Regions from separate parts of the Mus musculus genome. Here region 1 is linked to region 2. A link is a contact called in public HiChIP or PLAC-seq data. All regions are on one chromosome and are shown on one strand. The core of a region is the stretch at or near the end of the contact, and the rest is flanking DNA. Distances in the headings are between cores, read along the strand shown. Region 1 overlaps Maml3 (mastermind like transcriptional coactivator 3). Region 2 overlaps Maml3 (mastermind like transcriptional coactivator 3).

Region 1 (6,244 bases), core at 201-2,700, 160 kb before region 2:
AAGGTATGAGCCAGTGGGCTTTCTTTAGGTTTGTTTCTCTGAGGTATTTGCATAAATTACTATGTGCAGTGGCCTGTGAGAAACCCTAGAAATGTCACACACAGGTTTCCCAAGAATTACCTATGCACTATGTCAGTTTTGTGGACTAAAAATTCTATCTTTCTCTCTCTCTCTGCTTCTCTCTCTCTCTCTTAATAACATTTATTTAGCTTGTGTGTGTGTGTGTGTGTGTGTGTGTGTGTGTGTGTGTATCCCACAGTGTGCATTTGGAAGGCAGAGGACAGCCTTCAGGAGTCAATTCCCTCTACTGTTCAGCTCCTGGGCATCAAACTCAAAGCAGTCAGTCTTGGTGGCAAGTGCCTTTACCAGCTGAGCCAAGTAGCTTTCTTCTCAAATATGAACTAATGACCTCAGATGTTGTGTGGTGTGCTTACAAAACCTGTTCTACTCCTGTGCTAACCTGAGACGATTGTAACTCTTTGGAGATCTGGCTGTAATTTAGAAACTTTTAACGTGTACCTTTGTGGGACTTGGAGGGGAAAAATTTGATTTGACCAATTTCTGTCATCTGTCAACTTAGATGTATTTTGATTTCTAAACAGAACTGTGGAAAAGACTTCTTTCTAATTGGGAATGCCTTGCTTTGTTACCTAGGAAACACCTGATTGTTTTCTTAGGGAAATATTCTGCAAATTAGACTTTTAAAGGTCTGTATTAAAAATGCGCATAAAACATAAAGCTACATTTGAAACTAGCTTTCGGCTTAAAAATTAGGTTTCTGTGTGGTCAGCAGACAAGTCAGAGAAGCATCGTCTGAAGGAAGACAATAGCCTGGGTTTAAGAAAATTCAGTGTTTGGATCATTGTCATTAGCCTCACAAATGTTTGCTTTCAGGTTGTAGTAAAGAAAATCGAAGATAATGGCTTTGCCCCTAACTCCCATTTTTCTTGTATTAAGATCTAAGACCTACCTCAGTTCACATGAGACAGAGCCCCAATTTTTGAGAACAAACTGTAGAACTTCTAAATTTGAGGAAGAAACTGACCCTTTTTAAAAAGACATATTCCAGTGAAAACCAAAGGCAGCCAGAGCCTGGACCTCTGGATGTGTCAAGGAGCCTCACCTACCTCGGGTGTCTAGCATGTCCTCGCAGGGACCTGTTGGTGGTCTGTGCAGCCACAGGGAACCTTACACGAAAGGCACCTGTGCTTGCTAAAAATCTGCTCCGAGAGTGGAAAAGCAGATCCAAAATGCTAATCCTTTGTCATTGGTCACAGTCCCTCGACACTTCTTTACCAGCTAACTGCTACTGATTCAATTTGGCCAACTGTGCTTAGCTTCCTTAAAACCTGCCGCAGTTTCGGTTGAGTAAAGCGGTGATTCATTTCCTGCCCCGTGGGGTGTCAGCCAGCTCTAATGGTTTTGTCTGCAAGAGCCCACAGCTGCCCAGGATGGCGGGAGGGAAGCAGTGGGGCTAGCGCCTGGGCTTAGAGCGGCACTTTCCCGCGGCATCGGGAAGGGATTGAACCCAGGCAGTCGATTCAGGTTGATCATTTGGTTTTGTAGAACATACGTCCTCTTGATTTCTCCTGTCCGTCAGGAGCGCAAGAGAACAAGCAAGAGAAATGTTCTCTGTGTGGGTGTCTTTCCCAGGAGAGCGCCCGAGCGACACTTCAGATCTCGTTTATGCAGCATAGCTTGATTAATTTGGCTGGTTGTTCAGAATATGTAGCCATTGTAGTACAGCTCTAGCTTGCTTTCTCTCTCTCTCTCTCTCTCTCTCTCTCTCTCTCTCTCTCTCTCTCTCTCTCTCTCTCTCTTTCTTTTTTTCGTCCCTGGTCCCTGAGACAGGATCTTACTGCGTATTTCTAGCTGTCCCTGAACTCACAGAGATCTACTTGCTTCTGCCTCCCAAATGCCACCACGCCCAGCCGCCCGAATACAGCCTTTTGTATTGTGTGAAAGTATCAGCAAAGAGAAAGAGATTTTCAGTCTTGTGTTTAACCTCTTCAGGACGGTGTTTTTATTTTCGGTTTTAAATTACACTTATTTATTTTAGGGGGCACTCACTACAGAGGTCAGAAGACAAGTTGGTTTTATCCTTGTACCATGTAGGTTGTCCTGGGAATCAAACTCAGCTCCTCCCGCTTGGCGGCAACCGCCTTTACTTGCTTAGCCATTTTGTAGTCCCATCTTGTTTGTTTCTGTGGAATCAGCTTTTCTGAATCTCAAGGAAAGAATAAAATAACAAGAAATGCTGTCAGCAAACCAGAGTGTTGCAGGTTGGATGGTTAGAGTTCAGAGTTGGCACATGTTTCTCCATCACTTTTCTTTCAAAGTAAGGTGAATCAGTACCCATTTTCTGGATTAAAATAGACACGTGAATGTGTGTCTCATTTGCATATTTTGCGGGAAAATTTGTTAGGTTCAAATGCAAAGTTCAAAAGGATGATATTTGCTTTGTTAAGAAATCAGTTTGGGGCTGGAGGGATGGCTCTGCAGTTGGAGCACTAACTGCTTCCCAGCACACAGGTGGATGTTACCAAACGTCTGATGCTGTTCTCCAGCTTTGGAGGGTCCTCATGTGCACAAGCCCTCCCCATTTCATGCACACGTTTTTAAAAGCATATTTATGTGTGTATATATATATATATATATATATATATATATACACACACACACACACACACACACACACACATATGTGCCTTTAAAGGCACATACATATATGTGAATTTTAATTTTGCAAAATAGTTATTTTACTATCCATCTAATAATGAATTGTCACACACACACATATATATATACATATATATTTACCTTTTCCAGAAATATCTCAGTTCAAAAATTGGATATATTTACATTTTGCACCTGTTTTTAGTTTCAGTCAAGGAGTATTTTGCACATGTTTAGAGTCCCAAAGAAGTGAACTTCCACACTTGTTCTTGAGTCTGAACATGAATGCCAGTGTCAGCTGAGGAGACCATTCCTCCCTCGAGCTATACTGGAGATGGTCTTTCACATTCATTTCACAGATGCAGGGTTCTGTTGGTGGAGACATTCACTCTGTGCATTCATTGGCATACTCAGTTAATTGTACTACGGCATCTTTCCCCCCTTACCCAGAGTTCTATTTTAAAAGCAGAAATTGAGAGTGTTCATGGAGAGTAAGACCTTTAGTTCCAAGAGGAAGGAAAACATCTACTAAGCCTTTGTTTTTTGTTTTGTTTTGTTTTTAATGGATTATTAGGGGCTATGAAGAACTCGGTAGTGTGAACTTACGTGTGGAAGTCTACTCAAAATCTTTGAACAAATAATGAATTGAAAACAAATGATTTTGCATAGCTGTGTAGGACAAACGTCGAACATGGTTGGTTGTGTTGAAGTGAGGTGCAGGAATGCTATGGTCATGTCAGACCCGAGCTTGGCACTTTTTATAAATGAGTCACCTGGTCTGTGAGTTGTCTAGCAGTGTGTTCCCCTGCTGAAAACCTTAGGGCAAGCGAATTGAAAAAATAGATGCTTCCACACTCATGACGATTAGGTCAAGCTAGGGAAAGCTGCTCAATACTCCTTGGATGTGATGATCATGCTATGGCTGCCTATTTGAACCAAGAAACCCTAAGTTCTAAAGGTACATTCTACAATATTTACGGGTGGAATATTATGACTGCAATTTTCTTTCATGTAATATGGCAAGGGAAAATAGGTATTAAACATGGATGAAGAAGTGTAGGCCAGAAATGAAGCTGGGTAATGGAGACTTATTACCTCACTCTACTTAAATATTTGGGAATAGAAAGTTTTTGGAAATGAGAAGAAGGCAGAAGAAATGGCTCAGGGGATAAAGTGTTTGCCGCATAAGCCTTGAAGACTGGACTTCAAAAGCCTAGGACCCATGTAAAAGCCTTGTACTGTAGCTTGGGTCTGTAATTCCATTGCTGCTGTGGAGAGATGGGAAAGGAAGATCAGAGAACGAGAACCTGGCGTGTGCAGTGCCTGGAGAGCCTGCTTTATATAAGACGGGGGCAAGGAGGGAGGGGTGTCCCCAAACACTCCAGGTGTCCTCAGCCTTCCATATGGCAAGTGTTTGCCTGCGCTCTGTGTATGTGTGTGTGTGTGTGTGTGAGTGAGCACGAGCACACGCATGTCTGTCTGTGTGTCTCACACCCACCTACATATACACTCACACATATAAACACACAAGAACCAAAAACACTACCCTTACTGAGTACAAATTCATCAGTGTTTTATCAAGAGTAGCTACAGAGAGTTTCCAGGGAAGGAGACACCTAAAAATATCAGAGGTTTGATTGCACTGTAATTATATGCAGCTATATATGGCTATATGATTTTAAACCCTAATAATATTGTAGTTTTATTTTAATTAAGACAAGCCCCTGCTTAGACAAAAGGAGAAAGAACTCTTGCTGTTTGACACAACTCTTTAATTCAGCAAATGGGTTTTGAAAGCCTCCTTGGTGCCAGGTACTGTAGTGACTGTAGAAAGTTCACAGAGGAACACAGGGGCCTTGTACTAATGTCTCTGAGGAGATTTGCCCAGGTCATTCCGCAGTATGGCGTGATAAGGGCTCTAATGGAGTTGGAGGTAGTTTGTGGGGACACAGAAGCCAGAATGATTCCACTCTGCATTGGAAGGCAGAAGTAGGCAGGTGAGGGGTGGCTTAGAGGATCTGGAGAGAAGTCTGTGTTTCCTGTGCACTCTGCAGAGGATATGACCAAGGTGTGCCAGGTGTCGGAAAGAGCAGTGGCCACAGCACAGACCTCCAGAAATGAGAGGAACGAGCACTGCCTGCATGCCTTGAGTGTGTGTGTGTGTGTGTGTGTGTGTGTGTGTGAATTAGGTTTGAGAACATAGCAGGAAAGGCAGGTGTGTGCCTCCTGCCCTCCAATCAGAGGACAGCATACTTCCTCCCATTAACCTACTTCCCATGTCCCATGTCAGACAACACTCTATGTGACTTTCAGTAGTTTGTCACCCCACCCATTGAAGGGGTGCTGAGTGACGTAGCTACAGTTCTGCTTTGCTTGGGTGCAAGGTTAGTGTTCACAGACAAGTGAACTTGGCTGAACGACAGCCAAGCCAGACTCTCACCACCCCCCCCCCTGCCAAACATTGTTCCAGGCTTTGGTCAAAGTTTTCCACTTGGAGTGATAATTAGAGTTGTGCCGGAAGCCACTGAGTAGCAATATCCTTGCTACTTCTTACTAGAGAAGACCCTGGGAAGCCTGAGTTATCCAGACCAAGCCAGGGCCATATGCCTGGCCCCACTGAGAAAATAGCACCTGACTGTCAAACTTTGGCATCAGAGACAAGAGCTGGACTGCTGAGCCCCAGGGTAGGAGGTGGGAGATGGGGGGAGGGGGGAAGGAGGAGAGTTTACTGAGGATAAAGAAAGCAAGGAAGTGTAGTGGTCTGTCCCCTTGCTCACAGAACTTTGGGGGTGCCTAGTGCCTGACAGGCTGCCATGTTCTTTTGTCTCCTAATTGTGTTTTCTTCAGATTGAGATCAGATACATCTTGCTGTATCTGATACATAGAAGCATAGAAGGAAGTCCTTCTATGTTGTATTTTTGTTGTTGTTGTTCTGAAAAGCACAACAGGATATTTTCTCCTCAACACAATGTTTCCTCCTCCGCAGATAAGTCACAGGTTACTATATAACTGTATGTAACCTCTTTCTGTTTGGGGGAGACTTGGGTAAGCTGCATATGGTGAAAATTTTGAGAGCACTCATCTTTCTTGGGAACACTGATCTGAAGGAACCTTTGATACATTTGCCCCCCCCCCCCAACTCCCCAGAACAGACGAGGTGACATGCATGAGGACAGGAGTCCTCAGGAGGTTGCACCTTGGTTCTGGACACTGATCTCTATGTTCTCTGCTAGTCTTCACCCTCTGACCTTTCGGTGCCCTGTGACCCTTAGAGCCCAGTTGTGGGAGCTCTAAATCTTAAGATCGTTGTCTTGGAAACCGTCACATTAACATTTTCAAAGATGCAGACCATAATGTGGAGGAATGGCCATACTCCCCTGACAAGGCAAGGAAAATACAGCATGATCCTGGACTAACTTTTTGAGTAACAAAGTAGAGGGAATTGTCAAAAGATCAAAGGGGCACAGGTCTGATGGATGGATGGATGGATGGATGGATGGATGGATGGATAGATGGATGGACTCCTATTGGCCAAATTGGGGGATGTGATCATCATAACAGATATGGA
Region 2 (6,191 bases), core at 461-2,960:
GATGCATATGCTGTCTTCAGCTTCAGCGTGCAAGAGGTTTTACCATACCTTGTAATGAGGAAAACCTGTAGTCTTGTACGTCTTGAATGACCCAGAGAAACCCAGATGGAGCTAATGAAGAGCTTCATCAACAACTGTTTCCGAGCTCCCGTGTATAGGGAAGAGTGTTGGTGGGGTTTATTGGTATTTTCCATTCGGATTCTCCCAAATATCATGTGGAGAAACATAACTCATCAGAAGATACCTAGTACTAAAATTGGGTGTGGCCAGTCATGGCTGAGGGGTGCTCTGAAAACACAGCTATTAGGAGCAGTGTGTTGGCGCCTTGTCAGGGCCGTTAGTTCCCAGGCAGCCCCTTCCAGCCTTTTCCACTTGTTTCACGTGATGACTAAACACTACTGGTTGGATATGTTTACCTATGATACCTTACACAGATGCGAAGAAGAACTTTGCTAGTTAAGTCAGAACTTGGGAGAATTAAAAATCCCAATGGCTTGTTTTCTCAATTGTGGGAGAGTACACATGGGGCAACTGTTTATTAAATATCTGTCCTGGGAGGGGCTGTTTAAAATCAGTGACGTTTATGACCTTGGCTGAAAATTAATGTGATGGTTTGTTGATATTTAAGTATCCGTGCAATTAAAAGTTTGGTTAGGTTATGTGCGGAAGACTACAGCATGCTTTGGGGTCCGCTGCCTTGAAGGTGGTTTGGTTCCTAGTGGTGATGATAAGTGTTATCTAAAGAGGAATTTAAATCCAGCAGCCATCAACCCTTAACATCAAAATAAAACTTTAAGAGTAAGACTTGGGGCTAGAGTTGGTAAATGTTTGCTAGCAGAACTAAATCCCATTCCCACAATCCGCATTTCAAAAGCAAACCAAGGAAATTGTCCTGCCTGTGATCCCTGGATGGGGAGACCAGGGACTTACCTTGCCAAAAGCCAAGTGAGTTCCCGGTTAGTGAGAGACCCGGCCTCAAAAGAACAAAACAGAGAACCTGAGGCACAGTTCTCCAGCTCCAAGAGTAGGGGGTCCCCGAGACACTGCTTCCCCGACGCTGCTTCGGTCTTTCCCAGGAGCTGGGGGCTGACACTTTGGGAAAGTGGAAACCTTTTTAAAAAAATGTCTTTTCACCTATAACCACACATAGCACCACAATGTCATATTCCTTGTTTTCTGTACTGAATATTCCACAGGTTGTTGTCAGGGCCTGTCACTTGTGCAGTGCTAAGTTACTTCTGGCTGGTGAAATGAGCCAGGTCAAGCCAGATTAGAGTATTTAAACATAGGTTTATTGGAAAGCAGCTCTCCCGAGAGTTCTCTGGCTCTAAGAACCTATGCCAGGGAAGTTGCCATGGGAAGGGAGAGAAAAAGGAGGGGAAGAAGTTGATAAAGCAGGCATGCGCAGAGAAAGGGCAAGAAGAGCGAGAAAAGGAGAGGGGAGACCAAAATGTCTGGAGTATACACTGAAGAGCCTCTGAGGGGAAGGGAAACCCAGCCCCTGGGCTGGCAAATTCAGGGTTGGAGAATTTCGGATCCTGGGCGAACATGGAGGCCAGGTCAGCTTTGGTAGGTAAAATACGCAACTCAGCCTCTTGTCCCGGGGTCTGAAACCCAACTCACAGGAGTGACTGCACTGTACACAGTTATTGAAGCTAAGCTGAGAGATCTGGGTAAAGAATTCAACTCTCGTGCCGGTGAGATGGTTCAGTGGTTAAGAACAGTGGCCGCTCTTCCTGAGTACCCAGGCTCGATTCTCAGCACCCACATTGCGGCTCACAATCATCCTAACTCCAGTTCCAGAGGATCTCAAACCCTTTTCTGGCCTCCTTGGGTGTCAGGTATGGGTGGGTGCCATACACACAAAAAAATATAAACAAATCTTTAAAAGCAAGATTCAAGCCTTTTCTTTCCATTTCGGATTTAGTCAGAATGATCCTGCCTTTGCAGTCCCTAGCAACCAGAGCCGGTCACCTCCAAGAATTCCAGGAATGCTACCACAGGCTTATCTCCTTAATCCTCCAGCGTCCTCACAGCCGGGCTCCCGTGGCTGCCTGCCTCTCCTGGGCTCGGATTACAGCCCCATTTCTCTCACATTCAAAGCTGGAACCCTTTACTGTTCCAGCCTCGGTCGGTCTCCAGGCCCCACAATGGCGGGCTCTCTAGATTCTCCTTTCTGCCCACCTTGCCTGTCTCCTGAAATACCTTTTTTCTCACCTGTATGCCATAAAGATTATCACACTTATCTCTCTACGGAGGAAAGGAGGGAAGTAGCTTTCAACTGGGTGAAGTTATGTGATGGGGGGGGGGGGGGGAGACGCATCCTTCAAAACATTGCATTTCAAAGGTTTTCATTTAGGAAGAATTTTGTTTGTTTTAAATTGTGATGAGACATTCTTTTACATTTTTTTCCAGCTCCTATTTCTCATCTAGAAATAAAATACTTATTTATATATTTGCTAAAACTTGTATATTTGTTACGTATAATTGAAGAAAATATCTGAAATACAATACATATATGTAAACATTTACGTTTGCAACAGTGTATCAGTTATTTTGAGTTTCAGTGATTATTTCAACACAGCCTTCCCACCCCCACCCCCCCAAAAAAAGACTTGCCAAAATTAACCCAGCAAGCTGATAATCTTTTGTTTCTGTGATTTTTTTTTATCACTATCTGCTTTATTTATCTACGGAAAATAAAATGTTCTGCTTCCTAAGGGGCCCGTTTCTGTACAGTTTACACATTTAGTATACAGTTTCTTCCAATGGAAAACTATAAACCTGAATTTTCTGCAACTTACAATAGGGTTTGTACAATGGGGACATACTTTGGTGAGAAAAACTATACTGAAATTGTATTTGTTGGAAAGTGATTTAAATCATCTTTCTGGCGAGCAATTTAAGTAGAGGCCAACGTGTCTGTGTGTGAGGGTGGGGTGGGGTGTGGCTTTAAGCATGGTCACGTGGTGGTGACACAGGTAGGATGTGTGCTCTGATTCCTCTGGACAGTGCTGAGTGCAGACTAATCGGAGAATTTTAGTGATCACAAATTCCCAGGCCGTGGCCTGTCAGCAGGAGAGCACAGAACTGGAAAAGGCAGAGCGCAGACCCTGTGTTCAGCGGCCTTCACAACAGGCCCTGTACACGGCTGGTTATGGATTCCACATCTCCTAGTGCTTGACCAACAATGAATACAGTGAAACCAGCTGACTCGGCATTAAAGGTTTCTAATGTGAAGGATATTTGTTAGTTCATTCAGTTATATGTAGTACAAAAGCAGAAAAGCCCTGCTTAATTAGCATGTATTAATCCCTCGAAAAGCACACACACACACACACACACCATACATTCATGCCCATGCATGCAATATACACAGATGATGTCTGGCCTCTTTGTTTCCAGAGTCCTCTGGGCACCACCAACCTCAGTACCACCACAGGAACAACAAGTTCTGCTTACCAGCTGGTGTCCTAGTATTCAGCCATGACACTTGAGGAGAGCATTTAACAAACACACTAAGTACTGTTGAAAGATTTGTACCTCTTCCTGTCTCTTACTCTCCATGATTTTGTTCCAGAAAGTTACCAGGGTACACATTCATGGGTCAGTAGATCAGTTTGCAAAATCTTAATTCTGTGAGAACACCACGGTCAAGTACATACATAGCAGCTAAATCGAAGAAGAAAAGAAAAACCATCCTCCCTGAAAAGTATTTTCAAATGTGGTGTAAATATAATGTATTGCCAAATTCCATAGTCTGGACAGCATAAGTTGTCAATAATGTACAGCTAACCCAGAAATAGAAAGCAAAATTAAAAAGCCAGCATGTTTTTTATGAAAACTAGGAGAGTATCAGTCATCATAATGAAACCCTAAACCAAATCTACATCGTAGGGGTGGAGAACATTGTCATTTATAATGGTGCGAGTGGAAAATGAACTAACCCAAACGTGAGCCCCAGATCATTCGTCAGCAGCACCCATGATCTACATTTAACATAGATTTCACAACAGTACCATTCATAACAAAGTCTGAGAATTGAAACAATTCCTAAGTAATACTTAGGGTTTTTGTTTGTTTGTATGTTTGTTTTTGTTTTTAGACAGGAACTTCCTGTATAGCCCAAACTGGCCTTGAACTCAAAATCCATCTGCCCTGACCTTCCGGAAGCTGGAGTTGTGTGTGTGTGTGTGTCCTAACACCTGGCACAGGTCGATTTTAGTAGTAGCATCTCCCAGTTATTCCCTCTGTGTGCAGAAAGAAATAGACTCTAACCAGCACTGTGCTCTCAGTGTGAAGGATGTGGGCTTCCGAGTGGGGATAAGTAGCCTTGTACCCACAAAGGCATTCAGAAATCCAGCGTTCCCAGGGGGGAGTAAGAGGAAGTCGAGTTTTGAAAATATGTATGAGAATTCTAAGGTAACCCCACAGCTTCCAGAAGAACTGGCATCCCCCTTTTCACCCTGGCCTAAAATAAACTGTGCCTGGTGGTGTTTATTGAATGACTTCTTCGGGTCAGGCGAGTTACCAGCCTGTCTGTCTCTGTGGTTATCATTGAATTGAATTAGTAATTCTTTTTATAGCCAAGGGAAAGTCCCAGCGAGTGCAGTGTTTGAAGTCATGAAGCAAGGAAGGAGGGAGTGTCCGCTCTAACCCTAGTCTTTACCTGAGGTGAACTAGTAAACCCTTAGGTGTAACCTGCATAGCACACAGGTAAGATGCAGTGAATGCGCGTGGAGCGAGCAAGTGGCAGGATCTCAAGTGAGGCTGAAGCTACTCCTGGCTAAGGAAATGGAGCAAGGGCTGGGAGGAGGGGACATGGGGTAGTGACACAGGAGATGATCGGAAGATGAAACAAAACCACCCAACCCATGTAGCAGAGTGGTGTGTAGCAGACTAGGAAACTGGAACACTCATATATTCTTTGCCAAATAGATCTACAAAATTCACTACAAAAATCCTGGTTGAGGGGATGGGGCAGCAGGATGGCTAAGCAGGTAAAGACTCTTGTACAAGTTTTGACAACTTGAGTTCAATCCTGGGATATCAGGGGTCTTTTTCATCCAGGAATTTATGACTATGTTGTTGACATCTCCTGAGAATAAAAAATATTAATACGTCTGTTTACTCCAGATAGGGCACCATTGAGAGACCAGTGAACGATTTCAGCCAGTTTGGTAAGCCAGTGAGCTGCTTAGAGATTATGGTATTTAGCGGACATTTATTTAAACATGTTTATATGTTGGCTAGACAGTGTGGCTAGTTCAGGCCATTACGTTTAGTCTTATCATCTTTACAATAATGTATATAGCGTATTTTTTTTAAAGTTTAAGAAAAGGTTGTCTTGTATTGACTTGAAGTATCTACTTTCATTTTATGTTTTTCTTTTGAGTCACTGTGGAACCCTTGAGGCAAAAGGAAAAACATTATTTCATGGTGAATACATGTGAATGTCTGTATTTGAAAATCCCTCTATATTGGAGACTGGCTTCGCCCTTGTTTACCCAGAGTGTTAGTAATCTAAGTGTGTATACATGTCACTGGCTAATCCAATGTGAATGTATGTATTAGAACACCATTATATCTCCTAATTGTTTGAGCATTCTATTCAGAGAGCCTGACTTGAATTAGTGTCAGAAACATTTCTAACACAGAGTAGACTCTGTTTTGAGTGTGTGTGACATGAACACATCACATCATGACTGTAGCTGTGTCCTTTTCTGCAAATCAATGATGTTGTATACCCAGCCATTGCTTGCACCACTTGTAAGACAGATTTTAGCTACTCAGACCCAGGACCTTTGCTTCCTGCCAGATCCCCTACCCAAAAATTGAGAACGGCTCTATATGTTTACCATTGTCACTTCAGAACATATCACTGTGTCTGGAAAGCCCTCATTGCCAGGGCAACATGTAGCTCTGTGATTACACGATATGCTAGGGATGTGAATTCATGTATGTTGCCATCCGGAGAAGCTCAGAACCCTAGGTTTGTAGGCTGCTAAGCTGGTGTTCATTTCTGCGGCCCCATCATCCAGCAGGGGTGGGGACCAGACAGCTGCATCTTGCTCCGTGTGAGCTTGGGATATGCGTGCAGGCATGCAGGTGTGATGTAATTTATGGATCCGTCTCTCTGCACTTGTAAGCAGAAAGCACGCCTGTGTACCGAGGCAGCGAAACATTAAGAT

The links. HiChIP or PLAC-seq counts read pairs in DNA pulled down with a chosen protein or histone mark.
Region 1: an H3K27ac HiChIP or PLAC-seq map of epiblast stem cells shows a contact between it and region 2. The contact joins two enhancer-like sites. A contact is called at or near these places in 2 of 484 Hi-C or Micro-C datasets (the HL-1 cell line and uterus), 3 of 115 datasets of contacts at active chromatin or transcription factors (epiblast stem cells, pancreatic cancer cells and stem cell-derived anterior neural progenitor cells) and 1 of 9 other capture datasets (embryonic tail).

What each region holds. Positions count from the first base shown.
Region 1 is chr3:52,065,202-52,071,445 of GRCm38.p6, reverse strand. The region is part of intron 1 of Maml3 (mastermind like transcriptional coactivator 3); the gene reads left to right. Among named protein-coding and RNA genes, the nearest start is that of Maml3, 37 kb to the left of the region's middle. Within about 2 kb of position 1,450, at least 340 of the 459 cell types and tissues checked have an H3K27ac peak or open chromatin away from gene starts, as enhancers often do. A contact at or near this core is called in the HL-1 cell line, epiblast stem cells, pancreatic cancer cells and 1 more, where this site is marked.
Region 2 is chr3:51,904,475-51,910,665 of GRCm38.p6, reverse strand. All of the region lies in intron 1 of Maml3 (mastermind like transcriptional coactivator 3), which reads left to right. Among named protein-coding and RNA genes, the nearest start is that of Maml3, 200 kb to the left of the region's middle. RefSeq lists an enhancer at 21-3,095. Within about 2 kb of position 1,710, at least 101 of the 459 cell types and tissues checked have an H3K27ac peak or open chromatin away from gene starts, as enhancers often do. A contact at or near this core is called in the HL-1 cell line, epiblast stem cells, pancreatic cancer cells and 1 more, where this site is marked.